Linked DNA regions of Mus musculus: regions 2, 3 and 4 are each linked to region 1. Evidence: chromatin contacts called from public HiCAR-type data. All regions are on one chromosome and are shown on one strand. Each heading gives the region's core, a stretch centred on a gene start, on an enhancer-like site or on the middle of the called end of the contact. The rest is flanking DNA. Distances are from core to core; before and after follow the strand shown. Region 1 has its middle 100 kb from the start of Lyplal1. Region 2 has its middle 48 kb from the start of Gm34969. Region 3 overlaps Gm35341 (a long non-coding RNA gene). Region 4 has its middle 71 kb from the start of Gm35023.

Region 1 (7,770 bases), core at 2,138-4,637:
ACTTGTCAATGAAATTTTAATTCCCTCAGAGGGAATTAAATGATAGACTGCCTGCCCATCAGGAAATAGATGGTCAACAAAAAATGAACTCTATAGCATCTCTGGAATTTCTTTGTCTCATAATGCCACGTCAGGGTTCTTCTTTTTATTTGTTTTATTATTATTTTATTTATACATTTCTTCTATTTTTATCCCTCAGGTTCTTTGCATATATGTTATAGTTCCCAGTTCAGTGTTTTTTATGGGATTCCTAAGTATGTGAATGAATTGGTCTCTGTTCCTGGTGCATTCTCATGGGCTCTTTTTCTTCTATTTGTTTTGGCCAATTTTGATGAGTTAGCATTTGTTTTATCATATAATTTATATATTATGTTATATTATATTATATCCCATAGATGCCTGTTTGTTTCCTAATGGTAGTCAGAGACGGAGTGGATCTGAATAGGAGGGGAGATAGAGAAGAACTGGGAGGGGTAGAGGCAGGGGAAACTGTAATCAGCTTGTATTACGTGAGTGAAAAATTCATTTTATTAAAAGAAAAAAGAGATATGTGAATTAAAAAAACAATACTGAGACATTTACTAATATTTACATCTTTGTTATCTTTCTGGAGAATAATCTGAGGTGATTCCTGACAGTCATCCATACATGAGAAATCGTGAAGTCACCTGATTTTCTGCGTATCCCTGAACCAAGACCAAGAAGCGAAATGAATATGACAGTGTGTTAGATTGCTTGCCTGGAGGAAGATTTATTGATTCATGTATGAAAAGAAAACAGAGTGATCTAAGTGGACTTAATGCCACTTGTATCTTTCCTTACGTTCTGTCATTACAGCCTGACGATAGCCTAACACAATTTCCTTTTTATTTAATTCTGATTTCTGAATGTCTGGGGAGTTAGAAAACCTGTTTATACTTCCTTATAGGTCTATGTAGACTGGATTCTCAGCATTTCCAGCTATAAACATAATTTTGTACCTATTATTTTACACTTATATGAATGCCCTGGGAGAAGAGGCTATGTTAATAATTTCTATATCCCTGATACTTTGGATATTAATATGATCAGTAAGAACTTATGTCATATAATTAGTATGGTGGGATTTTATTGCTAATGAACTAATAGTATTGAACTATTCTTTGAAGAACAACCAATTTGATCATATACCAGCAAGTATAATGGGAAGATTTTTTTTTTTTTAAAGAAGAAATACTTAACTATCCAAGACATAATTTCTATGACTAGTTTACTCGGTAGGAAGAATCTCATAGGTCCATAATAACCTCTTCTTAATTTTAAGTAATTGATTAATTAATTAAAAACTCAGGCTCTGCCAGAGCCTGACAAATACAGAAGTGGATGCTCACAGCCATCCATTGGACTGAGCACAGGGTCCGCAATTGAGGAGCTAGAGAAAAGACTCAAGGAGCTGAAGGGGTTTGCAGCCTCATAGGAGGAACAACAATATGAACCAACCAGTACTCCTAGAGCTCCCAGGGGCTAAACCACCAACCAAAGAGTAGACATGGATGGACTTAAGGCTCAAGCCACACATGTAGCAAAGGATGGCCTTGTAGGACATCAGTGAGAGGAGAGGCCCTTGGTCTTGTGAAGGCTCTATGTCCCAGTTTAGGGGAATGCCAGGACAGGGAAGCAGGAGTGGGTAGGTTAGTGAGTAGGGGGAGGAGGGATGGGATAGGACGGTTTTCAGAGGGGAAATGAGGAAAGGGGTAAAATTTGAAATGTACATAAAGAAAATATTTAACAATAATAATAATAACATAAAAATAAAAACTCAGTGGTGCACATTGACTTCCTATGGCTTGAATGGGGCATGCCTGATGTTTACTAAGCTACATCATCAATCCTATTTTCCTTCTTTTATAAATATCTTGTCTTCCTGTCCATGAAACTCATGTTTCACGTTAAAAAATAACCATTGTGCTGCTTGTGAGATAATCTCAATAGTTAATATTGATTGTCAGTTTGACGGGATCTAGAATCACCTAGGAGGTAGACCTCTGAGCTTGCCTATGGGGGATTATCTAGAGGATATTAACTGAAGTGGGAAGAACCATCCAAAATACTGGCTACATTTTCCACACGCTAGGGACCTGCCTTGCATTAGATGGAGAAAGCCAGCTAAGGATGAATTCACAGTGCTCTGCTCCCAGACTGTAGAAGCAGTGTGCCCATTCCATCCTGCCCATGGCAGCCCCACCATGACAGACCATTGGACTGTAAGCCAGAGCAAAGCCTTCCTTCCCCTAGTCTTTATATCAGATACCTTTTTGCAACAACAAAATACTTCAAAATCCATATAAATGCCCCTAAAGAAAATAATTCATGATAGCTTTTCTTAACATATTCAGATATAGTCAAGGAAATTTGATTTTTAAAAGTCAGCTTCAAGAAAGTTAAAGTTTCAGAAAAAGTAGTGGGCAGTAACAGCGTTCTGTCTTGGCTCCACTCTGAACCCTGATAGTTTTCGCCCCTGTGGCTGAAGTCTCTGTGTTCTTCCATCTCAGGCAGCTCAAGGAACAGTGACTCTCTGCAGTGGGAGGAGAACCAACAGTACAGTCAGACATTCCTGGATGAGAACCACAGCCACCGCACTGTTTAAGTCATGAGTTCTTGGACGAATCACCTCAGTTTTCTGACTCCAACTTTCCCCATCTGTCCAATGAGGGGGGGGGGGGATACAGGACCACACCATGGTCTATAAAGCCTTCTAAAAATTCTAGTATACATGTTTTCACTTTGCTATGCCTAAATGCCTTCCCTAAATGGCTACACAGGAGCCTCTGTGAGCCAGTTCCTTCTCATTTGTTGCTTTCTAGATGATATTTTTAAGAAATTATTTTGAACACTTTATTTCTACTTTATGTGTGAGTGCTTTGCCTGAATGTATATGTGTGCACTACCAGAGTAGCTGGTGCCTGTGGAGGCCAGAAGATGGCATCAGTTCCCCTGTATTGGGTTGTGAGGCACCACATGGGGCTGCAATCCAAACTTGGATTCTCTGCAAGTAGCGGATGTTTTCTTAACTGCTGAGCCCATGCTTCTGCCCCATTAAACAGTGTCTTTGATTGACAGATATCATGCCCCTTTATGGGGTTCAGTATTATATTTCTGTACATTTGTACATGACATAGTGATCAGATCAGGGTATTTAGGCTATCCATCATCTCAAACAGCTATCATGTCTTTGTGCTGAGGACATTCATAATCTGCTTTTCTAGCCATTTGAAATTATGCAATATTGTTTAAGCTTCTTTTGTGCTTTCCAAGGCCAAATGCATGTGATCATGCACGATACATATTACAGAGATGTGATAGCTTACAATCGTGTTTGCTCACCCTGGTAGGTTCAGGCTCAGATAACCTCCAACTGGCTATCTGTTGAAACACTTTATACTTTTATAGGGTGAATCCAGAGTGCATTGAGTAATGCATAATAAAATCAGTTTTAGGGGAAAGGACCCAAGTTTAAAAGAGAGAGAGAGAGAGAGAGAGAGAGAGAGAGAGAGAGAGAGAGAGAGAGGCAGATAAGCAGAGTAAAATAGTCTCCAATGACTTCATCATGAAGTAATGACTTTTACCAAATAACTGCACTGCAGCTTTATCTTCCCAACCAAGGTTGTGCTAATGCTCTAAAATTAAGTCTCTTGTGAAAGTTATCTGGAATTTCTCAACAAGTTTTTAAAGGGGTTTTATTTTTTCACTAGAGGTCATGCCTCAAGAATTTGTAGGAATTCCGCCTGGAAAGTAGTAATCAGTGGAAACTGGCAGTCAAAGCTAATTTATATTACTCTTCCAGATAAAAATTCCTTCCATCTTAGACCTGCATTTCAAAAAAAGATTATTATCACTCTGGAAAGAATACATCAGTTTAGAAGAAAGTGACCTCAAGGATGTGTTTCCTGCCTCTGTACAAAGCCCAGGCTGCAGCACCTTAAGCATCTTTGAAATCCTCTCTTCTGAAACGCCTTGTGGATACCTAGAGCATGAAGATGTAGAAGGATGTTTGGGATTTTTGAAATGATGCCCCCTCATTTGTTTCCCTTGAGAATTAGTGGGGGGAGACAGGAAGGAAGAATATACAGAAGGGAGATAGTTCATACATCAATATGTTTTTATTCCCTTTGTAGCTAAATGGCTTGGTTGTTCCATTTGCTGTGGTCCTGTTGTTCAAACGCATGACACATTCATGAGCAGGGTACATAATGGAATGATTTGGCTATTTTAGTGGCAGGGTTGAATTTAAATCTTCATATCTTCTTTATGTAGCCCTGCCCCCATCTGTTTGTTATGTTTACCTCTCCAAGCCTCAGTGTCCCCAACTCTAAAATGGCATTCATTGAGTGGTTAGAGGCATTTGTCATGATCCTATGTGCATTATTTGGCTCTGCATTTTGTTAGCACCAGGTAAAAGTTTACTATAATGACCATGAGCAATACGAGTTCCTTCTACCTTCTCCATTCCTTCCTGAGGATTTCAGAAATGCCATCCTGACATATTGAAGTCGCTTTCATAAATCCATTAGTGAAAATCACTAGATTCCATTGATGATGGAAACTAAAGTCTTCAAACAGTCCAATCAATGCCAATGAAAAGCCACAACAGCCATTTGCAAGCTAGGCTCTTCGTGACTGTGTGCTATTTCTCCATTCAGGAGACCTTCTCACACTTCACGATGAAATTGTAGTCCTAAGAGGCTGAGACAGGGTTTCTGTCTGAGATGCCTGCCAAATACAATCATAGTATCAAAAAATGGCCCACTACTTCTCCCCTCAGAAACACATGCTGGATCACACTCAGTGATTGCAGCATGCTACAGAGCAAAGTTGAATACTGGAAGCATGCTAGTTACTGCATTGAACTATCTCAGCAGTTGAGCTAAAGTTTGCAAACATCATAAATATAATTTCAACCATTCCACAAAGCATCTCCTTGGGACAAGGCCACTGTGAGTCTTGTGTGGGTTTTTCAGTGCGTAGGTAATTATTTAATAGTAGAGACAGAAGACAGATTTTCTTCCAGTCGCGAGCTCACTCCTAAGGTCACAAGTGAAAAGTACAAGAGAAACGGAATCCAAAGTAAACATTTCTTTGGATTATAAAGCATTTCTCTGAGGGCACCTAGGTTCATAAGAAGGAATTCAGCTTCAAACAAGGAGAAATCTAACTCACATTTCCAAACTATTAGTGGCCATGACTAGGGTCTGTCCGTTCACACCGCCTGTCCACTCCTCAACCTCAAATACATTTTCCAAAGACGCTGGCTTATGAACCACATTCCTGAGTCCTTCTGACTTGTACTTCAGTTGCTTGAGAGGGGCGAGGAAACAGTTACAAACTATCTGTAGGAACAGCCACTAACATGGTTGGCCAGAAAGTTTCAGGGAGAGAGCCAAAACGTTTCATTTGTTGTAACCTATGATGTCTTAGTAAATATTAACTCATGTTGGAAATATGCATGGATTTACTTCCCTAGGCTGTTTGAGCCTTTTAAATCATACGTTTTCTAAAATAAAAAAAAATTTAAGAAAGACCTTTAAAGGTGACTCATAGAAAAAGAGTGTTTGGTTAGTGTCTCTCCTCCCCCTCACCCCCAAGCTACCTGTCTTCACACTGATGTTTTCATTTCAAGACTCTGTCCCTTTCACATATATGCTTGGGTAATGGCTAACTCCCTCTGCAGGTGTCTCCAAGGTCCCAAGTGTCTGCTTGAGTAAGAGCCCGGGCAAACAAACCATTGTGCTAAGAGTGCTTCACCTTCCTTTCCCTGTACCCCACTCATGACAACTCTCTTCCCGACTACCTTAGCATGGAGATTTTAACCATCCACTGAGATGCTTAGCCTCTAGGAATAAGAATAAGAGCTGGGACCTGACCCAGAAACCTGAATGAACTCCTGGAGTCTTAAAAGTTATTATTTCATCCAGATCATTTGCTCACACAATTCTAGAATGTGGGGCGCATTTTTGTGATACCCCATGGGCATAGAAACTACTTTGAAATTCAGAAAATCCTTACTGTGTGAACTAGTTTATCATCATACTGTATTTTATATTGTATTAATGCCAACTGGGAAGATGAAGGGCAAGAGAACTGAAGAAAGAGAAAACACTGTAAAGGAAATCACTGTCTACCAAATGTTGCTGGGAATGTGTAGCACAGCAGTCCTTCCGTGGGAAAGATGGGCACTGGCCGAGAGCTGGGAGGTTGGGTGATATAAAAAAGGCTTGGGGGGGGGGAGATGACACTGCAAAGACATTTAGCATGACACAGTAAGAGTTCTGTGTTATATTGTATACGCCTTGGTGTGTAATATATGTATAATGATCTGTGGAACAATGACAGGGGCAGGGGCAGGTACAGCTTGTGAGATAACTGGGGGAAGGAACAGAATAACAGCAGTGGCTCTGGCAGTCTTTGGCTTTGAACTAAGACACTGAAGAGAAGTAGAAGGAAGTGGGCATGCTAGTGTCTCCGAAGTGTAAAGTTAGCATGGCATCGTGACATGCCTTTAGTGTTCTATGTTTCTTCTATTCTTGTAAACTAAGCTCCACAGAAGAGGCAAGCTTATTGAGTATCACAGACCCTGGAAGCTCTCAGGAATGGCCAGTGCAGGCTCACAGGGATGGGCAGTGCAGGCTTTCAGGGATGCCAGTGCAGGCTCTCAGGGATGCAAGTGTAGGCTCTCAGGGATGGGCAGTGCAGTCTCTCAGGGATGAGCAGTGCAGGCTCTCAGGGATGGGCAGTGCAGGCTCTCAGGGATGAGCAGTGCAGGCTCTCAGGTATGCCCAGTGCAGGCTCACTCACAGGGATGGCCAGTGCAGTCTCACTCACAGGGATGCCAGTGCAGGCTCACTCACTGGTTTGCCAGTGCAGGCTCACAGGGATAGGCAGTGCAGGCTCACTCACAGGGATGCTAGTGCAGGCTCTCTGGGATGCCAGTGTAGGCTCTCAGGGATGCCAGTGCAGGCTCTCAGGGATGCCAGTGCAGTCTCACTCACAGGGATGGGCAGTGCAGGCTCACTCACAGGGATGGGCAGTGCAGGCCCACAGGGATGCCAGTGCAGGCTCTCACAAATGAGCAGTGCAGGCTCACAGGGATGGGCAGTGCAGTCTCTCAGGGATAGGAAGTGCAGGCTCTCAGGGATAGGTAGTGCAGGCTCACGAGGGTGGGTAGTGCAGGCTCATAGGAATGACTAGTGCAGGCTCTCAGGGAAGCCAGTGTAGGCTCTCAGGGATGGCCAGTGCAGACTCACTCACAGGGATGGCCAGTGCAGGCTCACTCACAGGGATGCCAGTGCAGGCTCTCAGGGATGCCAGTGCAGACTCTCAGGGATGGCCAGTGCAGGCTGTCATGGATGGGCAGTGCAGGTTCTCAGGGATGGCCAGTGCAGGCTCTCAGGGTAGGTAACAGGTGTCATAGTTTTCTGCCCAGAGCTGAGAAGGGCTATGGAAAGCCTGGCTTTCCCATGAGTAGAGAGCTAGTGCAGATATTTCTATAGATTGTCACGAAAAAAAAAAATGAGCTCCTTCATTTAGGCTTGAGATGAGGGTTTGGAACCAGGAAAAGGTCCTCCAAGCTCCAAAACTCCCAAGAAGAAGGCTCTGTATATATCAGCAGTTCTCAACCTTCCTACTGCTGTGACCCTTTACTCCTCATGTGGTGGTGACCCCAAGCATAAAATTATTCTGTTCCTACTTGGTAACTGTAATTTTGCTGCTGTTGTGAAATGTAGTATATTATAT
Region 2 (7,770 bases), core at 2,766-5,265, 480 kb before region 1:
TCCCCTGACAATTTGACATCCCACTTGTTTCTCAGAGATGGTTCTGAGCCCCTCCACCTTATGGCTGTTCTTCGAGTCTGTTTTCTAGTGATTCACGAAAGTCTGGCCTGTCCAACACAGACTGCTCAGGCTCTACGATGAGATTGCTTCTGCTACGTTTGTTGTATTTTTAGCATTTTGTGATAATTAGATTATTTTTTAGCTACATATATATCTTTGTTTCGTGACTTGAGTAATCAGAATTAGCCTAAAATGAGCCTGCGGTGCAGTCAGTGTTAACCGTTGTCCAGGTTTTCTTTGATCACAAGTAGCTGGAAATTGGCAGTTGGTGTGTTTGTCAGCTAGAACGGTCTTTTCTCAAGCTCTTCCATGTATCTGGGAGTTCCCTGTGCTCTTTTTCTTGTTCTGGCCTGTGTGGCTCTGGTGAGTAAGTGGGACCCATCCGCAGACACGTCTCCACATTTGGATCCCCACCGATTTTGAAATGCGGAATTCATGCTTCATTTTAAATTCAGATGTGGAAACATGTGTCCACCGAGAATTCCCTTGGATTTGTTTATACACAATAAATATTAATTTTGTTAAATGGAATGCATTTGCATATACTTTCTGATATTGCCAACAGCTTGCTTAATGGGAGGGACACACTCCTGTTAGTGACTCCTCTATTTCTCTCATCCGTGCTCTACCTTTGAAGACAGGGTCTCTTGTACACCAGACCTGCCTTGAACTTGTTCTATAGCCAAGAGTGACTGAGCATATCTGATCCTTTCCTCTCTGTCTCCCTAGTGTTGCTATTATAGGCGTGTGTCATCATAAATAGTTTGTGTGGTGCTGGATATTACACTCGGGGCTTTGCATACCCTGTGCAAGTGCTCTGTCACTGAGCCGTCCCAGCCAGATTCTTTTGATATAGTTTGTGTGTAAATCTGTCTCTCTCTCCCTCTTCCTCTCTGTCTTTCTCTCCCTCTACACACACACACACACACACACACACACACACGTGCTCTTTTTGTATCTGTCTGCACTGTTAGTTACACAGAGATAGCTGTTACTAAAGCTGTTTTTTTTTTTTTTTTTTTTGTGTGTGTGTGTGGCTGATTTTTATTATATTGTCTGAGTAGGTGACCAACTCCACAGGACAGTTTGTCAAAGACTCACAAGGGTACAGTGTAAGGCTGAGGCTTGGCTAATTTACTTGGTAAGGCGGAATAAGCCACTTCTAGAGCCAGGACTTTTATTACTTACACAGACAGCGAAAAGAAGGGTGGCAGAGAGCACTCAACTCAGCACTGTGGTGACCAGAAAGAGAACAAAGAAACATGGAGGACTGAGAGTCCCCGTGGAGGACCACATTCTAAACTGCAGCTCCGTGGGATTATGGTCTGCATCTCTGCTTTGAGGAGGGCAGATGAAATGCCTTATTTCTTATCAGAACCTGGGAGGCCATGAGATACTGCCTCAAGCTAGTAGCCCCTGTCTGTCTCTGTCTCTGTCTCTGTCTCTGTCTCTGTCTCTGTCTCTGTCTCTGTCTCTGTCTCTGTCTCTCCCTCCCTCCCTCCCTCCCTCCCTCCCTCCCTCCCTCCCTCCCTTCCCCTTCCTCCCTCCTCCCTCTTTCCTTTCATTTTGAGGGCTCTGGTCTGCCTTGCCTGAATTTCTCATGCTGCTGCTGGGCAGATTTTAGACAGATTTAGGCTACTGTAGTGGAGTCTTTCAGAATGCTGTGGGAAAACCACATGGCAGTGTCTTAGCAGCTGAGCTTAGCCTAATGTTTAAGAGCTGAGACTACAGTTGGGATTGCTGCCCTCACCAGCAGGGTGAACGTAAGGAAATTAATTATTCAGCACCTGTAGCTTTCCCTCATCTATAGAATGGCAAGCGAGCATTGTGGGTTTTGTTGTTGTTGTTGTTGTTGTTTTTTTTTTTTTTTTGAGACAGGGTTTCTCTGTGTAGCCTTTGCTGTCCTGGAACTCACTTTGTAGATCAGGCTGGCCCGGAACTCAGAGATCCGCCTGCCTCTGCCTCTGCCTCCCAAGTGCTGGGATCAAAGGCGTGCGCCACCAGCCAGCATTGTGTTTTGAATGTGAAATGTTCCTCCTAGGCTATTGTGTTTGAATCTTTGGTCTCCAGCTGGTGGTGCTGCCCTGGAAGGTTCCGCTGCCCTTCAGAGGGGAAGAGATGTTGGAGGAAGTGAGTCACTGGAAGGCAGGCCTGAGGTTTGATTGCCTGGCCCCATTTCCATTCCTGACTGCTAATACAATGTAGCTAGTTGCCTCATGTTCTTTTTGCTATGCCTTCCTGGCTGTGGTGAACATCTCCCCAAAGCCTGAGCCAAAGCAACCCTTTGTCAGAGCAAAACAATTCCCTGACTGAGGGGTGGGTGCATAGGAAACCTTCGGGAAGGGTAGGGGCAACTTGCTTAGGATGGAGTCTGATACATTTGTGACTGATAAAGTAACTCTAAGCCTTACTGAGAATGCAGTGTAGTGCTGTGTTCTCCGCTGAGCCCTTGACACAGGTGAGAAAGGAAAACACTTTAAACACGGTCCATTTACCCTTGAGCCAACTGAACATGGATACTTGGTCACGAAGTGGAATGCCAAGGAACATTGACAATGGTCTTTGCAAAAGAAAGAGAGCAGTCATTAAGACCCAGCTCCTGGCTGGCCTCTAATTGCAGCACTGAGTTGGTCCACTGACTTGTTGCTAAAGGTTGGAGGGTCACTGGGTACTGGCCATGACCAAGGAGTGTTGTCACAGAGTGTCTTTGTGTAACAGTGCTGGCTACCCACCATGCAACACCTTTCCTTTATTCTCAGGGTCTAGCCCTGGAAGCCTGCACAACTGCCTTGGTCCTTCTGACCCCAACAACTGGTCATTTCATGCCCCATGGGATGCTAGCTGAAGACATTAAACACAGGTGTGTGGGGACAGAGGGCTAGAGTGTAACCCTTTCCCAATTAGCAGCCTGTTGGTTTTTTGAAACTCAATAGCATAGAGTGAACCAGACGCCCCTGTCTGGAGCTTTGTATTCAGCTCAGGATCCAACTCTCAGTGGAAAATTAAAAACAAAGTCATTATTATATATTAGATTTATTAAAAATGCAACTATTACCAAGAGCCCGTGGGCATGTGTGGAAAATGCTGTAATTAAATTAAATTAAATTAAATCCAGCAGTTAGAAGTAACATTTTCCACTAAGGAGAAGGAGGACAATGGAGGGGGAAAGCAAAGCCCATCAGAGAATTCTAAACCAGAGAAGTGTGAGGAGTGGCCAGGATTCTTCTAGGAGGAAGATGTTATAACCGTTATTGTTATTATTGTTGCTGCCCTGAGATAATGGAAAAGTAATATATAAATTTTGAGGAAAGTTGGAACTTGCCAGGCATTGGGAAATAATATTTACTTGGAAGAAGGTGAATCACATTAAAACCAGGGATGAGAGAGAGAGAGAGAGAGCATTCATTAGGGAAGAGAGAGAAGTTGGCAATCATGTTGGGGGGGTGGGCAAAGCATTTCTAGGTTGCCAAAGATGGGGAAAGTCCAGCTGTCTGCTGGGAGACTCAACCCTCCCTTGTGCATTACTGTTAGGAGGATTGAGGCCATGGGAATCCAGTGGGTCCAGGGTAAGGCCAGAGATCAGTCCTGTCCTTAAGAAAGGCAGTGTTGGTTGCTTTCATGCACATGCCATGTGATCATAGAGAAAAGCAGACATGCAGTTGGTAGGATGGCCCCTGTGGCTGCAAAACAGTCGGGTGGCTCCCCCAAGGCCTGTGAGCATGTCCCCGAATCCCTCAGGAGGCAGAAGGCTCCTCCAGTTAGCTGGGTTTGCTGGACTGGAATCCGTGTTGCCTGAATTGTTGGCTGCTTCTATGACATCAGTATTGGCTGCAGCCATGCTGCTGTTTCAGAAATCCAGACAGTTCTGGGGTATTTTTAACAGATGAAATGGCCCAGGCTGTTAAGGGTGAGGTCAGAGCACAGCCAGTACTTCGGGGGATGATAGTTCTCTGAAATATGTGGTCCGTGGAATCCCCTGGCGATGGCAACTGAAGTCATCATTCTCCTGAGGCTGATGCTTGTGGATACTGATGCCCAGAAACATCCAGTTAGAGTCTCTGTGTGTAGAGGCCAGAGGTTAACACCAGGTCTCCAGTTGCTCTCCTTAAGTTTTGAAGCAGGGTCTCTCACTAAACCGAAAGCTCACTGTTGTAGCTAGACTGGTTGATCAGTGGACTCCAGGGGACTTCCCCTCCTAGCCTTTCCCACTGCTGGCATTACAGATGTGCCTTGCTGCACCCGGCTTTCTGTGTGGGTTCTGGGGATTGAGAATAGGCTCTCGTGCTTGTGTGGCAAATGCTTTGCCATCCCCTGAGCATCTCCTTGGTCCTTGGTTCAGAATCCTTTTTTTTTTTTTTTAAAGTCCATATCAGGAATGTTGTTATTCAGAATTCTAGTAAGGAGGCATGTCTGCTGCCAAGTGGCTCGGTTGGGTTTGGTTGAACGTACTGACCAATAATACCAGTCATATTTGGTTAATTCCTAGTTGGCCAAAGTAGTCAAAATGATTGAAACTTTCAAGTGGAAGGCAACACTGGGCTATCACAGAGCAACTGGGGCATTTTGATTGAAAATTCAGAGCCCCAGGACACAGAGAGGCACTCCTCAGGGGATAGAGAGGCATCTCCTGGGGTGGCACTCTTGGGTATGTTGAGGAGTTTCCTCTGCTCAGGAGGGGAGAATGTGGGGGCTTGGAGTGGTTTATTAAAGTGAACAGCACTAATACACTTCTGAAACTCTGGAGGAAGAGGGGAAGCGAGGACTCTGGCATCCTTGCCAACTGATAGCAAGTGAGGCTGTGCAGTAGAGCCAGTCGGTCTTTAGCTATGAACACAGATTTTGCATTTACACAAAAGGAGTTTGCTATGTAGGGAGGGGTCAGAGGAGTCAAGACATTATTTAATATCATATAATTAAAGAAATCTACTTTCTAGTTTAAACATGCATAGGACTCAGTTTCATAAATGAGAAGTCTTAAGTTTATTTTTGTGCAGGTTTTCAACAAATATTACTGTCAGGGTGAAGCAGCGTTACTTTGATGTACAGTTGGATTTTGGGTGAGATTTTTGGGTTTTCTTAAATCCCTGCAAGGTGTCAGGAGTCAAGTGTTGGAACGGGAGGGGAACCAGATCCTTTCATCCGTATTGATCTGTTTTTGTCAGATCTGCAAAATCACGTGAAAAGCCCACCACACCAAGGCCACACAGAGTGAAGATCACATGTTACTACTTGAGAAAAAAAAAGATTCTATAACTGTTAGTTGAAATCAGAGAATTTCAACCTGTTCTTAGAAGTTTCTCTGTGATAAATCTCCTGTTTCTATAAAAAAGAGTAGGAAGGAAAATAATAACAGGGAAGACATAATATCTTCTGTCTTGGGGTTTTACTGCTGTGAACAGGCACCATGACCAAGGCAACTCTTATAAGGACAACATTTAATTGGGGCTGGCTGACAGGTTCAGAGGTTCAGTCCATTATCATCCAGGCAGGCATGGCCCAGGAGGAGCTGAGAGTTCTACATCTTCATCTGAAGGCTGCTAGCAGAATACTGGCATCTAGGCAGCTAGGGTGAGGGTCTTAAAGTCTATGCCCACAGTGACATACCTATTACAAGGCCACATCTCTCAAGAGTGCCACTCCCAGGGGCAAGCATATACAAACCAACACACCTTACTTTAAATATTTTTCCTATTCATATGTTTTGTGTGTGCATGTACATGTGTATCCATGCATGATGCTCGCATGTGTGTCCTCTGTGTGTGTGTCCGTGCAGGCCTTTGTTATCATTCCTTTGGCACCATCTGCTTTTTATTTTTTGGCACAGGGTATCTCATTCACTTGGAGCTTGCCAAGCGGGGCTAGGCTGATTGGCCAGGATGCTTCAGGGCTCTCCACGCTTCCCCCTTCAGTTCTATGATTAGGAACCTGTCTGTGTCTCTGTCTCCATGCCTGTTTTTTTTTTTTTTTTTTTTTTTTTTAATATGACTTTTTGGAACTAAACTGGTGTCTTTGTGATTGCAATGGAAATCCTCTACTGAATGAGTCATCTTCCCAGCCCTCTACCAATGCTTCTAATACCAGTGGGAGCAGTGCTGAAGAGGAAACACAGCTCCATTATGGTGATCCATCCCGTGTGTACAATTTGCTCTAGGATGTCTTCATAAGACAGATAGCCAGAAAAAGAATTAGGGTTCTGATACTTGATATGGCATTGAGAAGAACAGTAGAGAACCCCCTGCAGTATCTGAGGTTGTATCCAGAATGAACAATCTGGTGGCAAAGTTTTCAGACCGTAGGCTCTCTATTTCTACTGTTGTGTGCATGTCTGAGCTGAGTGAAATGAGTTAACACTGGCGGTTGGCCACCGGAAGGCAGCAGCATGGCTGACTAACACTTTCATTGAGCTGCTGACCAGCTAGCTGGATTGGAGCAGTGAGTGGGGTAGGGGTGGGGGTGGGGGTGTGAATGTAGGGTCTGAGGAAATCTGTGTTGGGTTAGAGAACATGTGGAGAGACAGAAAAGCTTAACAAACAGTTGATACAGACACTAGATCTATGGAGGACAATAAGCAATGATGGGGATTGGTTCTGAATATCCAGTTGCAGCCAACGCCCTTTTGTGGGTAGTGATGGTATAGAATCTCTTGTAGCCTAGGCTGGTCTCGAACTTGCTTTGTAGCCAAGGATGACCTTGAACGCGTGATCCTCCTGATACTGCCTCCCAGGTCTTAGGATTACAGGTGTGCACCACCATGCACCCCATGATACTGGGGATCAAACCCGGGGCTTGGTGCAAGCCCCTTACCAACCGAGCTGTATGAGATGACTTAAAAATCAACATTTCCAATGGAAATAATGAAAGTGTTCTTTTTATGATATCGTTTGGATATATTTTTATTATGTCATTTGGATCAGATGGAACACAGAGCCAGTTTATGCAGGTAAGAATATAGGGCCAAAAAAAAAATCAGATTTTCTTTGTATGGGAGCATTTCTCAAAACATGCAGAGATGGTGTTGAGTGCAGTCTCTTGTTTCTTAGTTCTGTGAAGGAGAAATCATGGCTCAGGGCAGAGACTGGAGACGACAGATTGTGGTCTGGATCCCGGCTCTAACTTTTGCAGGAGTTTGCTTGTCGGTTTCTTGATCCGAGGATCCCACACAGTGAGGTTCCTTCTAAAATCCTACAATCTGTCATAAAAAGATTATTTCCATTACTTCTTAGCATCCATACAGAGGCACATATAACTTCAATAAATGTTTTATGAAACAGTACTTATCATGTGTGAGATGCTGGGATGGTTTTTGTCCAGTTCTATTTCACATTAGACACATTCTGGTCATTACCCACTGCATTAGTTTTATGGTGCAGTGGTGGCTCATGGCCCAGAGCGTGAAAACTATGAACTGGCGCTTAGTGCACTGTCCAGTGTGCAGGCATTCATCTGTGAGGTACAAACTGTGCTCTGGAGAGGGGATGACATCAGGGCAGAGATTTGCTGAGGCTGATTCTTGGGTCAGAGGAAGTCGTAGAAAAATGCTGAGGGTTTCTTAATGAGAGAAACCCAGAGGCTGCCAGTGTGACACCGGCACTTGCCCCCTCCCTCTCCTCTCTTGATTAAGGCACAAAATGGAGTGAATTAAAAAGAGGTGAGGAACTGGGAAATGTTAAAAACAGAACCAAACATTATGCTCTTTTCCCCAAATAATTT
Region 3 (7,770 bases), core at 3,760-6,259, 400 kb after region 1:
AATGCCTGCTGCTCTCTGAGCAACTGGCTCTGCATCAGGCCAAGAATTTCCCACTCAAGAGCAGATGTGATTGAATGTGTTGACAAAGAGTGGGTTTGCTGGGTCAAGTGCTGATTTTTCCAGATCGATCTTTAAACTGTCTCTGCCAATTAGGGCAATGGCACTATCCGTAATGGCTCGGGGAAGGTATCGATCAGGAAGCAGAGGCTAAGCTAATTTATCCCAGCTTAGCCAAACCGTCCGTGAGGCAGTCTGCCTGATTCATCCATTCCACCCCTTTGTCTCGCTCTGCGAAGTTGAAAACATTTTGGAGGGGAACTATGGGAATCATCTTCCCTGGGACGCTGGCAGAAAGTTCTTAATTCCATTCATGGAGGCTTGGTGCCAGTTCAACGGGCTTTGTTAAATATTGCCCTAGCTCAACAGGCGCCCTTATTCTCAGCTTTTCTTTGGCAAAAAGCATGCAATCCCTGTTCCCTGCAAACACGTGAGAAGCTACCAGGCATCGTCTCTTTCTTTATCTGGGTGTTATCGGGAGTACTCTGAATTTAGAACGGCTGCAGAAGCGTGCTGTCTCACTGAGAATATTCGGGGATAAACTACAGATTTTTCCCCCTTCTATTTGCAGTAAAGAGCTGTGGTTCTGGAAATGCTCTCAGGCTCATTCTTTTAAAAAAAAAAAAAATTGAGGCATCCTGAAATTCAGCCTATAGTATGCACCGGATCGAATTCCAGCTATCTTAACAGAAAATCAACAGAGCGGGATATTCTTTACATGGCACCATAGACAAAAAGCAGTTGTTTCCACACAGGCGGTGAGTGACCCCGCGCATGTGTGCGTGCCGCCGGGTGCTCCTGCCCAGCTCGAAAAGATAGAAGAAAGTGATAGAAGCAAAAGGAAAAAGAAAACCGGGCTTCACTAATCTCACAGCTAATAAACCGGCTCGCAGGAAGGAGAACCAAGCACACTCAGCGGCACTTCCTCTATTTCCTTTATAAAAATAAGTTTCAGAGGGAAAACATAATTTAGTGATCTACTGCCAGGCTGCTCCTGCTTCACTGTTTATTCCGTTCCTGGCAACCATCAGCTCTATCCATTTAGACAACAAATGCAAAATAATTGTTAAATTTGAACCTTAGGAAAACCCACAAACTTTAGCATCTTTTCAGCAATGTGCTTCTAGGCAAGGCCTGAGAACATTCTCTCACAAGAGACCAACCTTCCTGAGAAAGCCCAGGAGCACTGTGAGTGTGAGCCATTGCTCTTACATGACATTTAGAGCTGCATAGTGATGGCTCTAGCTGGGAAGGAATGAATTTCTGATCCGGTGACGATAGCATGCCCCGTGAAAGGAACTCATGCCGCCTCCTCTACCTGGGAAACCCTGTCTCCTACATAACCCTCACAGTTCTCTTCTGGGATGTGCAAACAATATTTGGAAAGGGGTTTTGACACTTGAAACGTAGAAGTAGGACATGGGATCTGAGTGGATAGGAGGAAATAGAGAATTCCATAGTATTTTAATCTCTTACATGCTAATGTAGTTGACTGTGTGCATAAACAGTTGAGATAGGAGGTGAAGATACATGGCAGTGTTGTGATGCACACAGATCCACAGAGAGAGCTTTGTATATCAAGACAGAAAGCTGAGTGTATATCAAGACAGTTTGAGGCAGGACCTGTGTTTCTAGTTAATTCCTGGATCACAAACAGTATTTTACCCCCAAAAAAATAATAAATAAAAAATCTAGTCAAGAGGATTTGAACATGACTCCTAGAATCTTCTTTGTTTATAGTTAGTTCCTTCCGTTGAGCAGAGGTGGGATCCGAGGATCCAGTGAGATCCTTGGATCAGGACCATATTTTGTAGGGCAAAGAGTATCTTCTCTACTCCATACAAACAATCAAATCTCAGTCAAGTCCTACAGAGAGATACCAGCAGTGCTGCCATTCAGGTCCAAATCTTGCTGGTGCAGAGGCAGGGTCTAGATAAGATGAGTGCTATGTCCCAATTTGATGTCTATTTGTCAGTTAAAAAACATTGTAGGAATAGGGATGTGGCTTCACCGGTAGAATGCTCGCTTGGCACACACAAAGGCTAGGTTTCATCTCTGGAACTGAATGAAGTTGGTAGGAGACTGAGGCAAGAGGATCAAGACTTCAAAGTCCTCAACTACAAAGAGACTTCAAGGCCAGCATGAGATGTCATCTCAATGAAAAGAGAAGAAAATCAATGATTCCATAAATCCATCAAACACATCTGCTCACACGCAGAGAGGAGTTAAAGAGAAGAAGGCAGGTGGCTTGGTCCTATATGGTAGGTACCAATTCTCATTGGAACAATTGGAAGTTTTCTCAATTCCATCTGTCATCAGATAATTCCTAAGGCCTTACCCAGAATGGTTTTGTTTGGAACTGAGACTGAAGGAAGGACCATCCAGAGACTGCCCCACCCGGGGACCTTTCCCATAAACAACCACCAAACCCAGACACTATTGCAAATGCCAACAAGATTTTGCTGACAGGAGCCTGATATAGCTGTCTCCTGTGAGGATCTACCAGAGCCTGGCAAATACAGAAGTGGATGCTCACAGTCATCTATTGGATAGAGCACAGGGTCCCCAATGAAGGAGCTAGAGAAAGTACCCAAGGAGCTGAAGGGGTCTGCAGCCCTATAGGAGGAACAACAATATGAACTAACCAGTACCCCCAGAGCTCCCTGGGACTAAACCACCAATCAAAGAAAACACATGGTAGGACTCATGTCTCTAGCTGCATATGTAGCAGAGGATGGCCTAGTTGGCCATCAATGGGAGGAGAGGCCCTTGGTCTTGCAAAGATTCTATGCCCCAGTATAGGGAAATAGGCCAGGAAGTGGGAGTGGGTGGGTTGGGGAGCAGGGGGATGGGGGAAAGGAATAGGGGATTTTTGAAGAGGAAACAGAGAGGGGGATAGCATTTGAAATGTAAATGAAGAAAATATCTAATTTAAAAAAGAGGAAAAAATGTTTGAAGTAACTGTGAAAGCATATGGGCCGGCAAGTCAGGTTAGACACTGAAGCATCTGTGAAGATGGCGACTCTCATCCTCACAGCTCGACCCTCCTCCCTCCCATTCCTACCTTCACCACCTCTTTTTCCAAATATAGTTATAATCACCAATCCCTGTGCTTAGCCGAGTCCCCACTCCCTAGTACAACCACACTTGACTTTCCATCTCTCATGGTGATTTCTCCACAAGAGACATGAGACCAGCCAGAGGGGACACTGGCTACCCTTACAATTCCCATGAAGCAATGGAGGTGAGGTACCGCAGCTAGCCTATCACCAGGTACTTGGCAGAAGGTCTTGGGTGACTTGGCTTCCATTCTGTAGGCCCCTCCCCTTCCCAGTCCACTTCCAAGAGCAGGTCCAAGAGATGATGACATCAATGAGACTTGCAGATATGATCCCTCCAAAAACAATCCCAGGAGGAATTGTCCAGATGGGAATTTCCAGCTGAGCCTGGAAATAATGCAGGCCACCATGGCATCTGAGTGTGTGAGTGTTGGGTGTGGGTGGCAGGGTGTGCTCATTTGTTTGGACATGTGTAAAGGTCAGAGGCTGATGTCTGGATGCCCTTCTCAATGACTTCTTTACCTTACCATTCTCTCTGAGCTCGGCACTTGCTATTTCAACTAGACAGACTGGCCAGCCACCTCCCTTAACCTCATGCCTTGCTTCAGCCCCCATGTGTTAGGGTTACAAATGCTAAATGCACTTTTACAAGCCCTAATTTTTTTTCTTTATTGCACAGAAATGGAGTGTAGAATTCACTGCATATTTTATCCAATAAGAAGCTATCCAGCTTTTGGCATGTAATAGACAGCTTTCGTACAAGTCCAATAGTTTTGCAAAACAGACTCACATTTAAACTTAAAGAATTATTCTCTCTCTCTCTCTCTCTCTCTCTCTCTCTCTCTCTCTCTCTCTCTCTCTCTCTCCCTCCCTCCCTTCCTCCCTCCTTCCTTTCTAACTCTGCATCAAGATCTAATTGCATACACCAGGCCAGATGTTGCATATTAATATCATGATAACCACTACTGTTATGACTTCCTACAGCATTTTTCTTTCTTGTAGCTAATCTTTTCAAAAGCCAAGCCTCATTATTTTAAGGTCCCTACCTAAACAAAACATTTGCTTTTGCACTTAAGGCTGTCAGGAAACACTGTGGGTGGAGCAGAGGAGACCAGCCTGTCTTCTAGGCCTCATGAAGTCACTGAGAGCAGCCTACAGAGCGGGGGACACCCTCCTTATGCAAGCGAGGGAAAAAGGCTGACATCCCTAAACCAGGGTGAAAATGTGCTCACTTCTGAAAATAATATGTCTTTGGTTTCAATTCATATTCAACCCTTTCAAGGATCTCGAAGAAACAGCGCAGGAGCCGGGCTCCGGTTCCCCGATGAATTGAGCGTTTGTTGCCTTGGAAAAAGATCCATCCTGTGGGGGTGTCCGTGGCAGCTGACTGACTCCCAGAAAGGATGAAGGATTACAAACCGGGCTCCAGTTGGATGTGATTTCAGCCGAGTGTGGTATTATTTTTCCTTTATGGTTAACAGCCTTGTGCTTTTCCTCCCCGTGAGAACAGGAGGTAGAGCACGCGTGACCCAGGCTCCACGTGGAGCCCCCCCCCCCCCCAGGAAGGGCACTGCGGGCCTGCGGCTCTAGATGTGTGGCATTTCCCTGATGCTCCCTAAGAGCCGGCCAGCACTGCCTGTGGTTTTTCCAGGTGGTGCTTAAAACATGCCTCGCTGAAGCCCACTTGAAACCTTAGGAAAGCTCTCTGTGAATCGTGTTCTTTCTGGGGATGACTGTGGGATTTATAAGCGAATTCATCACTTTGGACCAGGCTCCAGTATGAAGAAACACAACCAGCTGTAATCTGGCCTAACCCTAATAGAGTATTACAGCATGATCAACTTGGGAATTTAGTGTTTACATGTTTAGGCTTAATCATATTTTAACCCCATCAAATCGGCCACACGCAGGAATAGTTTGCTGCCGTACACTTCCCTGCAAGTGCGGATCGCAAGGCACTGGGTGTTGCCTTTGGGCCCAAGTGTCTTGATGGTGGTTATGGCATCTTTCCCTAGCTCTGACCTTAGCACCAAGAGGATGGCTTCTGCCAAGATATTACAGGCCACATTCCCACAGGCCTGGTGCTCACATCCTACCGAGTCACACCACTGGCATGTTAACCATTCCTCTGCCAGTAGCCATCAACAGCCAGTAGCGATTTAAGGATATTCTGCGGGCTGGGATGTTGACTGGCCTTTTCTTGCATAGGTGTTGTGCAGGCAAGATTGACTCCCAGAACTGGGCAAATCTTTATACACCTTCTCGGCATTTCATTGGCTCTCAAGCTTCTCAGCATCTCATTGGCTGAGAAGTAGCCAGACAGGAGACAGCTGTCTCTTTCTCCTTGGCGTCAACGATCTCTAGCCATGCCGGTAGATCCTAGGTTTGGCTCAGGGAGGAAGTATCAGTGACTCGTGTGCCAGCATTGTAGCGGGCCTGCTTGGCTAAGTTCCAAGACAGGGGTGGGAGATGCTCAGGGCTGTTGCTTGTGATCCCCAACAAGACCCTTGGGGGGCCAGGTTAAAAATCAACAACACAGATTATGGGAGTCAGGCAAGCCGCGGGTTGGCTCGGGAAGGAAGTATGTGCTCGCGGGTTAGTATTGTGGCTGGGCCTGCTTGGCTAAGCTCTGCTGTACAGAGAGTCCCTTCATTCCCAGTTCTTTTTCCTCCCTCCCCCCACCCCCCTGCTCGGTTTGCTGCTGTGCAGCGTAGGGATCTCTGGTCCACCCATGTGTGGAATAGCCTACTGACCTAACTTCCCCTTCCTTTCACTGTCTTAATGGCAGCAGTCACAGTAATTCATCCCCGGAAGTGACGTCGATTGGGCTGCTTCTCTGTTTCAAAGTCTTTGCTCTTTACTTTTAGTTTACAGAGATAAATGAGGCCATTTTCATGTAAGGACACAATGTACTTTGAGCCTATTTTCCCTGTACCCCACTGCCCTGTCTCCCTTCCCCCTAGTCCTCTCTGTTCCCCGATAGCTCTCTTACTTCCACGCCACTGGAGTTTGTTTCTGGTATCACACATCTGTAACATCTAGGGTCCACAAATGAGACAACGCACTACAGCCCCACTCTTCTCTGTGCTTTGTTGGTAAACACCTTGGTTGCATCAAGTTTGCGAGACTTGGAGTAAAGTAACTGCAGCTTATACTCTAGCAGGACTCTAGGTTGTAGCGTGGCGCCCGTCACACAGAATATAGGTTTATAGAATACAAGATACCTTCAAAGCCTAGGTTAAGCATTTTCATTTGTTTCATAAATACTAGAGAGGTATTATCAGCGTCATACTTAATTGCTAACTATTGAATGACCTACTAAGCCATTCTCAGGAGTGACACAGGGTTTAGAATAACCCTTGCAGATGGTGTGGCCCTCCCCCAACATTATAACCAGCAGGCACACCAGAGAGGGCAGCATGTTCTCCTGACGAGGCTGGACTGGGTGGCATGGGAATGACGAATGGGTCTAAAGCCTCAGACCCATTGTCACTCTGACTCTTTAGGACAGAGACCCTGAGGACAGTTCCCGGCAGCTGTGTGTGTGCACCAGTTCACTGTAGGAAAGGATGCTTAATCTTACTCATTTCCTCTCACCTGAGGGAAATCTCCCTATGTCACCCAAGGTTACTTCCTGTCATAGGGGACATCCATGGTTTTGGTCCCTTTGTTGTGTTTTGTAAAAGAAGAAGAAGAAGAAGAAGAAGAAGAAGAAGAAGAAGAAGAAGAAGAAGAAGAAGAAGAAGAAGAAGAAGAAGAAGAAAAAGAAGAAGAAGAAGAAGAAGAAGAAGAAGAAGAAGAAGAAGAAAATAAAGCAAAGGATATGTTTTGGTATAGGTGCTGTATGGTGTGGGGGAAGAGGATGCATCTGCGAGCCCATGCTGAGGCATCCCTTCCCCCTGAGGTACCAGACACATGAAAGTATAGTATAGAATAGAGTTTATTTAGGGCATAGGGGAGAGTTGATGGAGTGGTAGGAACAGAGAAAGGCAGAGAGAGAGAGAGAGGAGGAGGAGAGGTTGGCCATGAGCACATGGAGAGAGGGTGGAGGGGAATGGGGAGAGAAGGGACAAAGAGGGAAGAGAAGAGAGAAAGAGAAAAGCAAGAGGAAGAGAGTGAGGAGGGGGGCCAGCAGTTCCTTTTATAGTGAGTCAGGCACACCTGGCTGTTGCCAGGTAACTGTGGGGCAGAGCCTAGAAGAAATGCCCAACACTCTTGCTTTCTCTAGGTGACCTAGTAGGGCTATTATAACTGCATGGCTCTCTTGTCGCAGATTTGCTTGGATGCAGCACTAACATGAGAAGGGCCGAGAGGAGCTTTTTAGGGACAAGAAAGATCTGGAGAAACAGTTGCAGTGTTATCCTGGAGCCATCACATCTAGGAGAAGACAGGCAGTTCCCTGAGAAAGCAGAATTCATGGTGCAATCAAATGGATTTTAAAAATTCTTCTCCACGATTCTTTCAAACTTGTATCTAACTTAGATAAAATACCCATACACCATTTTTTGATCATGCTTAAGCCCTAGGGTCACTTTAAGACACAAAGTCTCAAGTAAAAAATTACCCAGTGCTGTATCCAAGACATTTAGGAAAAGTTTGTCCTTGACTAAAAGTACAATATCCTCCCATTGTGCATCTTCTACCTTAAGAGGTA
Region 4 (7,770 bases), core at 1,399-3,898, 330 kb before region 1:
CCCTGTAGTTACATACATGGCTAAGAGAGGTACAGAGGATCTAACCACCCAAGCTCACTGAGAGAATGACAATGGCATCTCAAAGGGATGGGCACACCCCATTGCTGTGTTTCAGCCACTCTGTGACCCACAGGCCTTCTGCTTGGATCACCAAAGGAGGAGACAAAACCAACCGCATTAGAGTTACATGATGTCCCGTTGCCCTCAGAGAGAGAAAAGGGGAAGAACAAAGAGATGTCAAGAATTTCACAGTCTGGGAAGAAAACTCAGTGATTTGGAGCAGAGATTTCTTTCTGGGCTTTCATGAGCTCTTTCCCATGTGAGGCTCTGCCACCCCATGCTTATCAATATCACCCCTCTTCCCAACGGCAGCCAGAGTCAGCCAGTTGTAGACCTAACTGCTAGGAGGCTGAGCAATGTGATGGAGATCGTGAGCCTCCACTCTCGGTCACCGACACAATTACATAGATATGATTACATGGCAAACTATTACATCATCCGTCACTCTTACATATTCTAACAAACTACCTGACATGTGGTAGACCCTATGGCAGATAAAAAGGAAAATGCTGTGATCTTATTTTTAAAATGATTTTATTTTTGTGTCTATGCACATGCATTTAGGAGCATGTGCACAGCCAGGCTTGACCAGTGGAAGCCCCGGGTAGCCACCGAGCATCCGTTCCCACTCTCCATACTGTTTGTAAAGACAGGGTCTCTCACCGAACCTGGAGGCCCGCAGTTGAGTAGAATGGCTGACAGTGAGATCCTGGGATTGTCTTGTCTGCTCCCAGGGATAGGATCAGGCATATTCTGGCTGTCACATCTTGTCCCAGGCATCCCTTGTTTTAGCCTTCTTTCAGGTGGGCATCCACGCCTACCTGGCTTCTTTACAGAAGTGTTGTAGATATGAACTCCAGCTCTTCTGCCTGCATGGCAAGGTCTTTAAAAGTTGAGACATAGCCTCAGACCTCCCACAATACTTCTTGAAGGCTCAAGGTATTATCATCATGTGATTGTCAGGAAGACAAAAAAGGGGAAAGGTTGGGTACAAGCTCTCTCTGTTTCATCTATTTGACCTTATCTATTCTGCAATCAAACAGCAGCAAATTATTGATTTCTAGCTGTTCACATCTAGAACGGATGTAGAACTAACAAATCAACTCTTCAGAAATGCAAAGAATGGGTGAGCACCTAAGCACCCTGGCTGCTGTGACAGAGGATCTGGGTTCAGTTCTTAGAACCTACACGACCGTTCACAACCATCTGTAACTCCCGCTCCAGGGGACTCCTTGTGGCCTCCTCCTGGATTGAGTGCAGGTGGCATACAGAAATGCATGCAGGCAAAACACCCATACACAATAAAAATAAAAATAAAAATAAACTAAAATAAAGAAACAGCTATCTACCAATGGATGGATTCAAGAAAAACATGCTGAGTGAGGCCAGAGATGGAAGGGGCACAAAGGTTTTCATGTTTTTGAAGTGAATTCCTTCCCTCCCTCCTAGTTGCTGGCCAGGGCATCACAGCTTCAGCTGTGACAATCCCAGACTCTGTCATTCTGCAGTGGAATTACTCAATTCAGTTTTCCTTTAGTCAAGATCCACTTCCTCGGAGTTCACAATGCCTCTGGCACAGGGCTTAGATGCTAAAGATACATAGCTTTGCAAGGCTCTCCGGGATCCTCCGGGATCTCTCAGATTGTGGGGGAAATAGGTATCTAGCATTACGATTTTGAAGCAAGTATTTCTGGTATGTTCTCATAACTCACAGAGCCAAATCCAAGGAGCTGGTGTACACAGCCCATCAGATATGGTGCTGGAATTTTCTCTTCACTTCGATGCCCAGACTTTCAGTCAACATCTCTATAAGGTGGCATGCTTCCTATGTTGCTAGGCAACATTAGTAGGCAGAAATTACCCCTTAAAAAGTATTTGGACTGTGAGGAACTAAAGTATATGTTTTAAATGCCCGCAGGGGTCACTGAGACCAAAAAAAACAACCCAAAATGCAAAATCAAGGCTCAAGACAATCTTTCTCATAAAATTGGTCAAAGATGGAAACCATTTCTTAGTTCTAGAAACAGAGAGCTGACTTAGAATAACTCTTGGTGATTTAAGGGGAAATGGAAAGATTAAAACAGAATAATAGAGGGCGGTAATACGCCTGTATGAATTCACCATTACTTTGTTATATTTGTGTGTGTTAACAAGATATTTTAAATGATAACATTTTACACTTAAAACAATGCATGTGTGTCTATGAATGGTCATGTGTGCCGGCAAGCCCACGGAGGCCAGAAGAACGGTCTGACAACGGGGTGGAGTGGGTTTTCAGACTGGAGCTGAAGAGGGATACAAATATAACAAGGGGGTAAGGAGAGCCCAGCCCTGTGACCCAGATGCCCCGCTGAGAGAGAGGGGAGATCAGGGAGGTAGACGCAGTCCTCTTGGTATAGAGACGTGCAGCACTTGACTGCGGTACAGTCTCGGGCTCGTGCGTATTGTTATTTCCGCAATTGTGTCATGGGATAATTCTTGGTCAAGTGACTCTTGTTCAGAAGTGCCAGAAAGATGTTCCCAGTCTTATTCCAGGGCTTCCATCAGTTCTCATTTAATGGAATCATGGAAAACAACCAAATGTGAACCCAACCCCCTGTGACCCACCTACTGGAACCCCACCCCGCTGCGTACCCTCAACTCTCACAGCTCTTCCAGAAAGGACAACAAACAGGTCAGCCAACATGTGGACTCTATAATCTCTGCTATTTTAACTTTTTAAAGACTCCTCGTAACATTGGCAGGCAAACTGGAGCTCTGTAAGGATTCTTCTGGTTGCAAAACACATAGGCGCTTTCTCCTGACCAGAATATTGTTTTTCCATACACAAATGACTTTTCTTTGCAAAATGTGCTTAGGGCAAATGTCCAATAGCAAACAAATTCCCATGCTTTTGTGCCCACAACTTTCCCCCATGAAGGTAAATCATTTAACACAAAAGCCAAGCAAGCTTAGGGGATTTCTCAAACTCTCCTTGCCAGTCTGGTTCCAACGTATTTATTAACAGAATGACGATTATTTAAGGTTAAGTTGGTCCCATTAAATGATCACAGAAACATAACATTTCCTACACTAAAAATACATTATATATTTTGTTTTTACTCAAGGTCAATTTCTTCATCCTAATAGACTAAACTGTGATCTTTTACATGAGCCAACGAATTCTTTTTTCAGCTCAACAAAACTGGTGCAGTTCTTTATTTTAGGCTTGGAACCGGCTGTTGTAATTTCTACCATGTACAACCAGAGAAAGGTCTTGAATTATCATTGGTCATGTGTCATTGCAGAGCTTCATGCAAGTTCAGGGTGAGTCGTGGCAGGAGAGCAATATGCTTGATAAGTCACTGACCGTCTTCCTAGTTAAACTGTGGCCATGGCTCTGGTCCCCTTTTGTTTAGTTGACAAATTTCTTGCTGGTGGTCACCAAGAATCATGGCTGCCACAAGCTGACCCTTTCAAGTATGATCTTGTATCAATGTCCGTCATTTCCTTTTTCTAGCAAGGAGGTGGATTTATACTGAGCCATCTCTCAGAGACAGATTTGCATTTCAAAATGGTGTATGAATCAAGACGGCCTAGTGTGTGCTTCTCCAGAAAGCACTAGTGTACCCAGAGTTTTAATCCAAGAACAATTTTTGCTTTGGGATGAGTATTCTAGGAAGGAGTCCAATTTCTGAATGAATGATTTAACCTAATAGTAAGTTATTGTGGTTTCTCGTTAACTCTTAAAGCATCCTTTATGCATATGTACAACTACCATACACTCATACTGCTTCATGAAGCAATGAGAGGCTGGCAAGATGGCTTGGTGGGTAAAGGTGCTTGCTACTCAAATGCCATGACATGAATCTGATCACAGAAATCGGCTTAAAGGCAAAAGGAAAGAACCAACTCCATACAGTTGTTCTCTGACCTCTACATGAATGATACACTCTGATACCCGTTGTACACACACACACACACACACACACACACACACACACACACGCACACACACACACACATAATAAAAAGTAAACTACAAAAAAGGAAATGAAATAATAATTCTACTACCATTCCCTGTGGTGAGAGTATCCCAGGAAGTGTTTGGCTTAAGAGTGGTGTTTCTGACATTCTTTGAAGTCTGTAACAAGGATACCGGGCACCAGCACCACATCGACTTCATCCAGCACCGTATCATCCGTCATGTAAGGATGGAAAAGCGATGGACCAGTGGTACTTCCATTGTGTTGAACTTCGGTGAATGTACTTGGCCTTATTTTTCACTGACTATAAAAATTGTCTCTTAGAGTATTCAAAGAGGTTAACTATGTGTTCTCTATAAATTGGGAATTAAGAAGAGTGTGTGTACATTCCTAAAGTGGCCTTTTCCAAATACTTGATGAGTGTAGAAGATAATTTCTGAATGCTACACGAGCTGCAGAAGATATCTGGGCTCATTGCTTTGCTTTTGTGTTTGGCTCTAGGGAGCAACTGCCATATGCTCTCTTTCTAGGATAATCCAACATGACCTACCTTGCAGCTCTACAAACTAAGATGTTCCCAGAACTTAGCAGTCCCTCAACATACTGGCAGGCCACACACCATCTGCATGTATGGAGTTATGGCAGGGTGGGTATGTGTTGAGGATGTCCTTGTACTGTGGCAGTGGCTAATGGCTGGTTATAGGATGCTGTATATTTTCATATTTCCTAACTGACAGACAGCTGATCTGGTGCTTATTGCTATTAGACTTAAAGGTACACTAACACCTGTATGGGTGGGAAGGAATTCTCTTCATTGCTTATTGGCTGGAAATGACCGAACTTTAGCATAATTAGGGGTTTTTAAATTAATGCTAGGAATTTCTAACAATAGTGTGAACACTTAAAAAGAGTGGGCAGGCTTATGTACTTCCTGAATAATTTAAGAGTTAATTTTACTTTTATGTTTTTCTAGTATAGTGAGTCTTAACTGGGACTCATACCAAAAAGCAAAACAAAACAAAACAAATAACAACAACAACACCCAAAACAAACAACCTACTCTTGCCTTGAATGGAGGTATATCTTCAGGAAACTCTGTAGACTTGTGAGACGGACACTGGACTGGACATTTGAATTTCCAGGCTGGGGTGGTCATTAATAGATGTCGAGATATGTGGATGGACAGCTTACCATAGCAGGCTTACTTGTTTATAGAAGTGATAACTTATCTGTCATCTTTGTTTTATAATTATGAGATCATGATTTATAAATAAAATAGAGTGAAATTAGAGTGAGCTTACCGTTGATTGTGTATCTCTCTGGTGGGCAGTATGGGATCAGAGAGAATTCATGGTTCTTTGTAGCACATGAAGATGACATCACCTGAATTTTCTTTGTGGACGCCCAGACTCAGCAACTGGCAATCACTCCAGCATTTTGTCATTCTCCAGGGCTGTGACCATCAGGGATTTCATTCCATCCTCCTTTGAGGGTGAGGTGAGGGGACCTGGGGAAGGAAAGAGTTCCCTGTGTGTTCATGCATTGGCATGTCCTACTGATTAAATAAGACCACAACTCTATTATTTTGATACTTGTGGGATAATGTTAGTGCCTTGCTGTTGTGTTCGGCTGGGAGCTGCCAAACAGTATGGAGCTGGTAACTGATGCTTAGTGTATGGAACAAATCGACGAGAGTATCCCAGCAAGCATATTCAAAATTGATTGTCTTTTATGGTGGCTGCTAAGGTTTAAAATAGACCATCTCAGCCCTTCCATAGCTGCACTTGCTTACTGAAGATTCAGTATTTAAATGTGTCTCTTTCTTGCATCCAATTTCCCCTTTCACATGGTCGAAGGCTGTCGGAGGCTGTGTTCAGTGTTCTCGGTTACATCCAATTGGCGTTTCTGAATTATGGATGGGATAGGATATTTGTTCAGAGGCAAATTCATTACTATGCTTAGAAGAAAATTAACAACATGCTGTAATCCCCAGTGTTTCTACGCAAACTCTACAAACTCAAACTGGAGATCCCAAGACATATTTTGCAAGGAGTTGGCTTCTTTGTACTTCTTGCTTTGTGTTCCCAAACGTTCCTCACTTGCAAATAGCTTGGGTGACTCTTTGCTTCAAGTAATGCCATTTTGGTAATAAATGGTTAAAATAATTCAGATTTATTGTGCATCACACATGAGGTTTTGCCAAGCCAAGCAGACTTTTTTCCCATCCCTTTTGTGGTTTCCATCTCTCTGTCTGCTGAATTACTTCATTTACCCTTCATGCTTTGGTTGATTAATTTGTGTGATTTTTGTCTTAAGACACAACAGAACACAAAGATCTGCTGTGCCGTGCAGTGTAGACACTGACTGGGCCATCATTTCATCATTTCTTATTGTTTCTGTGTCTGGTTGTCTTTTTTTTTTTTTTTTTCTTGAGCTTTGTTTTCATTTATCTTTCCCCAGACTTTTCCTACTAAATACTGTGACTCAAGCACAGAAGATGGGGAAAGACTCGCTATTGCCCAGCCTTTTACTTGAGATCCTATATATTTGGTTGTAAAGAAAATGATACCCCTTCCCCCTTCTCTTCTCTTTGGCTAGAGTTACATGCACATTTTCTGAAAATGGATCTTCCAGATTCCGGGGTTGTCTTCCTCTGATGCAGACAATCCTTGTGTCTTACTGGGCTCATGGCATCATTGAGCATGACAGTATGTTCAAAGAAGGGCCTTCCCTGAATTTAAAATAATTGAAAGACAATTTTGGTCCAGAGGCACTTTGTAAGATCAAATTATTCCAACACAGAACACCATGTGAGATGCTTTTCTGCATTCACCTCATTCCTAACTGGCCATTACCTCATGGCGTCCCCCTGTCTCTTCCCACAACCACTCCCGGCTTTCCTGAACTGTCAGAGCTCAGGGACCATTTCCTATTCCTCTTCTGCATTGTGCTTCAGTTAGTGGTTAGGGCGGCCGGTTTTGTTCTTCTACTTCATCTACGAGTGTGCTGCCCTGTTTTCTCAGGAACCTTTCTTAGGAAGAAGTAAGAATGGGAAGATAGGGAAAATGGCAAGTGTGTTTGTGTGTTTGTGCACATGTGTGGATTTGTGTGCGTGTGTGTGTGTGTACACGAGTGCAAGCATGCTCCTGTGTATGTGTAGTGTATATATATACTTTTAGCTGTCAAATGCAGTAGTTATAAATTGGGTCGCTACAGTTCTCACGTCACTGAGCATAACTGAAATTCGGGAAGAACAGCAAGGCTCCTTCTAGAGCATGTGACGAGTGCTTTGTCCTTCCCCATGGTCAATTTCCCTTTGACTCTGTGAGCCTTCTTTCTAGGTTTCCTAACCTGCCTATGTTGCCCTGTGTGGAATAATGGAAAAGAAGCCACAATGGTTTCTCCACTAGCAAGGATGCCCCACCATAGCCAGGTCATTTATCACCATTTCTGATTCAAAGACCATCATTTTGTCTTCCTGTGGTCAAAATCCTTTGATCACTGTTGCCTCCAGGGTGAAACCCACATCAGTCAGCCAATGTTGAGCACTCTCTAGCATAGGCCCCTTCTTACCTCTGCCTCAGAACCCCATGCTAGCTTACTCTCTGGCCATATCATTTTCCTTCTAGCCTAAGGATGGCTGGCACCTGTACCATGTTGGAGTTCTCCCACATCTTGTTGCCTCCGATATGATGTTCTTCCTCATTCACTGTTCAGGCCAGTTCAATGTCAACTTGAGTCTTTG

The links. HiCAR-type assays count read pairs that join an accessible place to other places.
Region 2: a HiCAR-type map of fibro-adipogenic progenitors shows a contact between it and region 1, with 5 times the contacts expected there. The contact joins two enhancer-like sites. A contact is called at or near these places in 1 of 484 Hi-C or Micro-C datasets (the AML12 cell line) and 2 of 115 datasets of contacts at active chromatin or transcription factors (astrocytes and fibro-adipogenic progenitors).
Region 3: a HiCAR-type map of fibro-adipogenic progenitors shows a contact between it and region 1, with 4 times the contacts expected there. The contact joins two enhancer-like sites.
Region 4: a HiCAR-type map of fibro-adipogenic progenitors shows a contact between it and region 1, with 6 times the contacts expected there. The contact joins two enhancer-like sites. A contact is called at or near these places in 1 of 15 datasets of contacts at CTCF or cohesin (the NIH/3T3 cell line), 6 of 484 Hi-C or Micro-C datasets (adipose-derived mesenchymal stem cells, embryonic fibroblasts, muscle stem cells and 2 more) and 1 of 115 datasets of contacts at active chromatin or transcription factors (fibro-adipogenic progenitors).

What each region holds. Positions count from the first base shown.
Region 1 is chr1:186,010,659-186,018,428 of GRCm38.p6, forward strand. No RefSeq gene overlaps it. Among named protein-coding and RNA genes, the nearest start is that of Lyplal1, 100 kb to the right of the region's middle. Within about 2 kb of position 3,388, at least 11 of the 459 cell types and tissues checked have an H3K27ac peak or open chromatin away from gene starts, as enhancers often do. A contact at or near this core is called in fibro-adipogenic progenitors, where this site is marked.
Region 2 is chr1:185,531,571-185,539,340 of GRCm38.p6, forward strand. No RefSeq gene overlaps it. Among named protein-coding and RNA genes, the nearest start is that of Gm34969, 48 kb to the left of the region's middle. Within about 2 kb of position 4,016, at least 17 of the 459 cell types and tissues checked have an H3K27ac peak or open chromatin away from gene starts, as enhancers often do. A contact at or near this core is called in fibro-adipogenic progenitors, where this site is marked.
Region 3 is chr1:186,409,017-186,416,786 of GRCm38.p6, forward strand. Gm35341 (a long non-coding RNA gene) reads left to right here. Exons shown (of 4, transcript XR_373803.1): 2 at 4,399-4,570. Among named protein-coding and RNA genes, the nearest start is that of Gm35341, 5.1 kb to the left of the region's middle. Within about 2 kb of position 5,010, at least 37 of the 459 cell types and tissues checked have an H3K27ac peak or open chromatin away from gene starts, as enhancers often do. A contact at or near this core is called in fibro-adipogenic progenitors, where this site is marked.
Region 4 is chr1:185,686,048-185,693,817 of GRCm38.p6, forward strand. No RefSeq gene overlaps it. Among named protein-coding and RNA genes, the nearest start is that of Gm35023, 71 kb to the left of the region's middle. Within about 2 kb of position 2,649, at least 3 of the 459 cell types and tissues checked have an H3K27ac peak or open chromatin away from gene starts, as enhancers often do. A contact at or near this core is called in fibro-adipogenic progenitors, where this site is marked.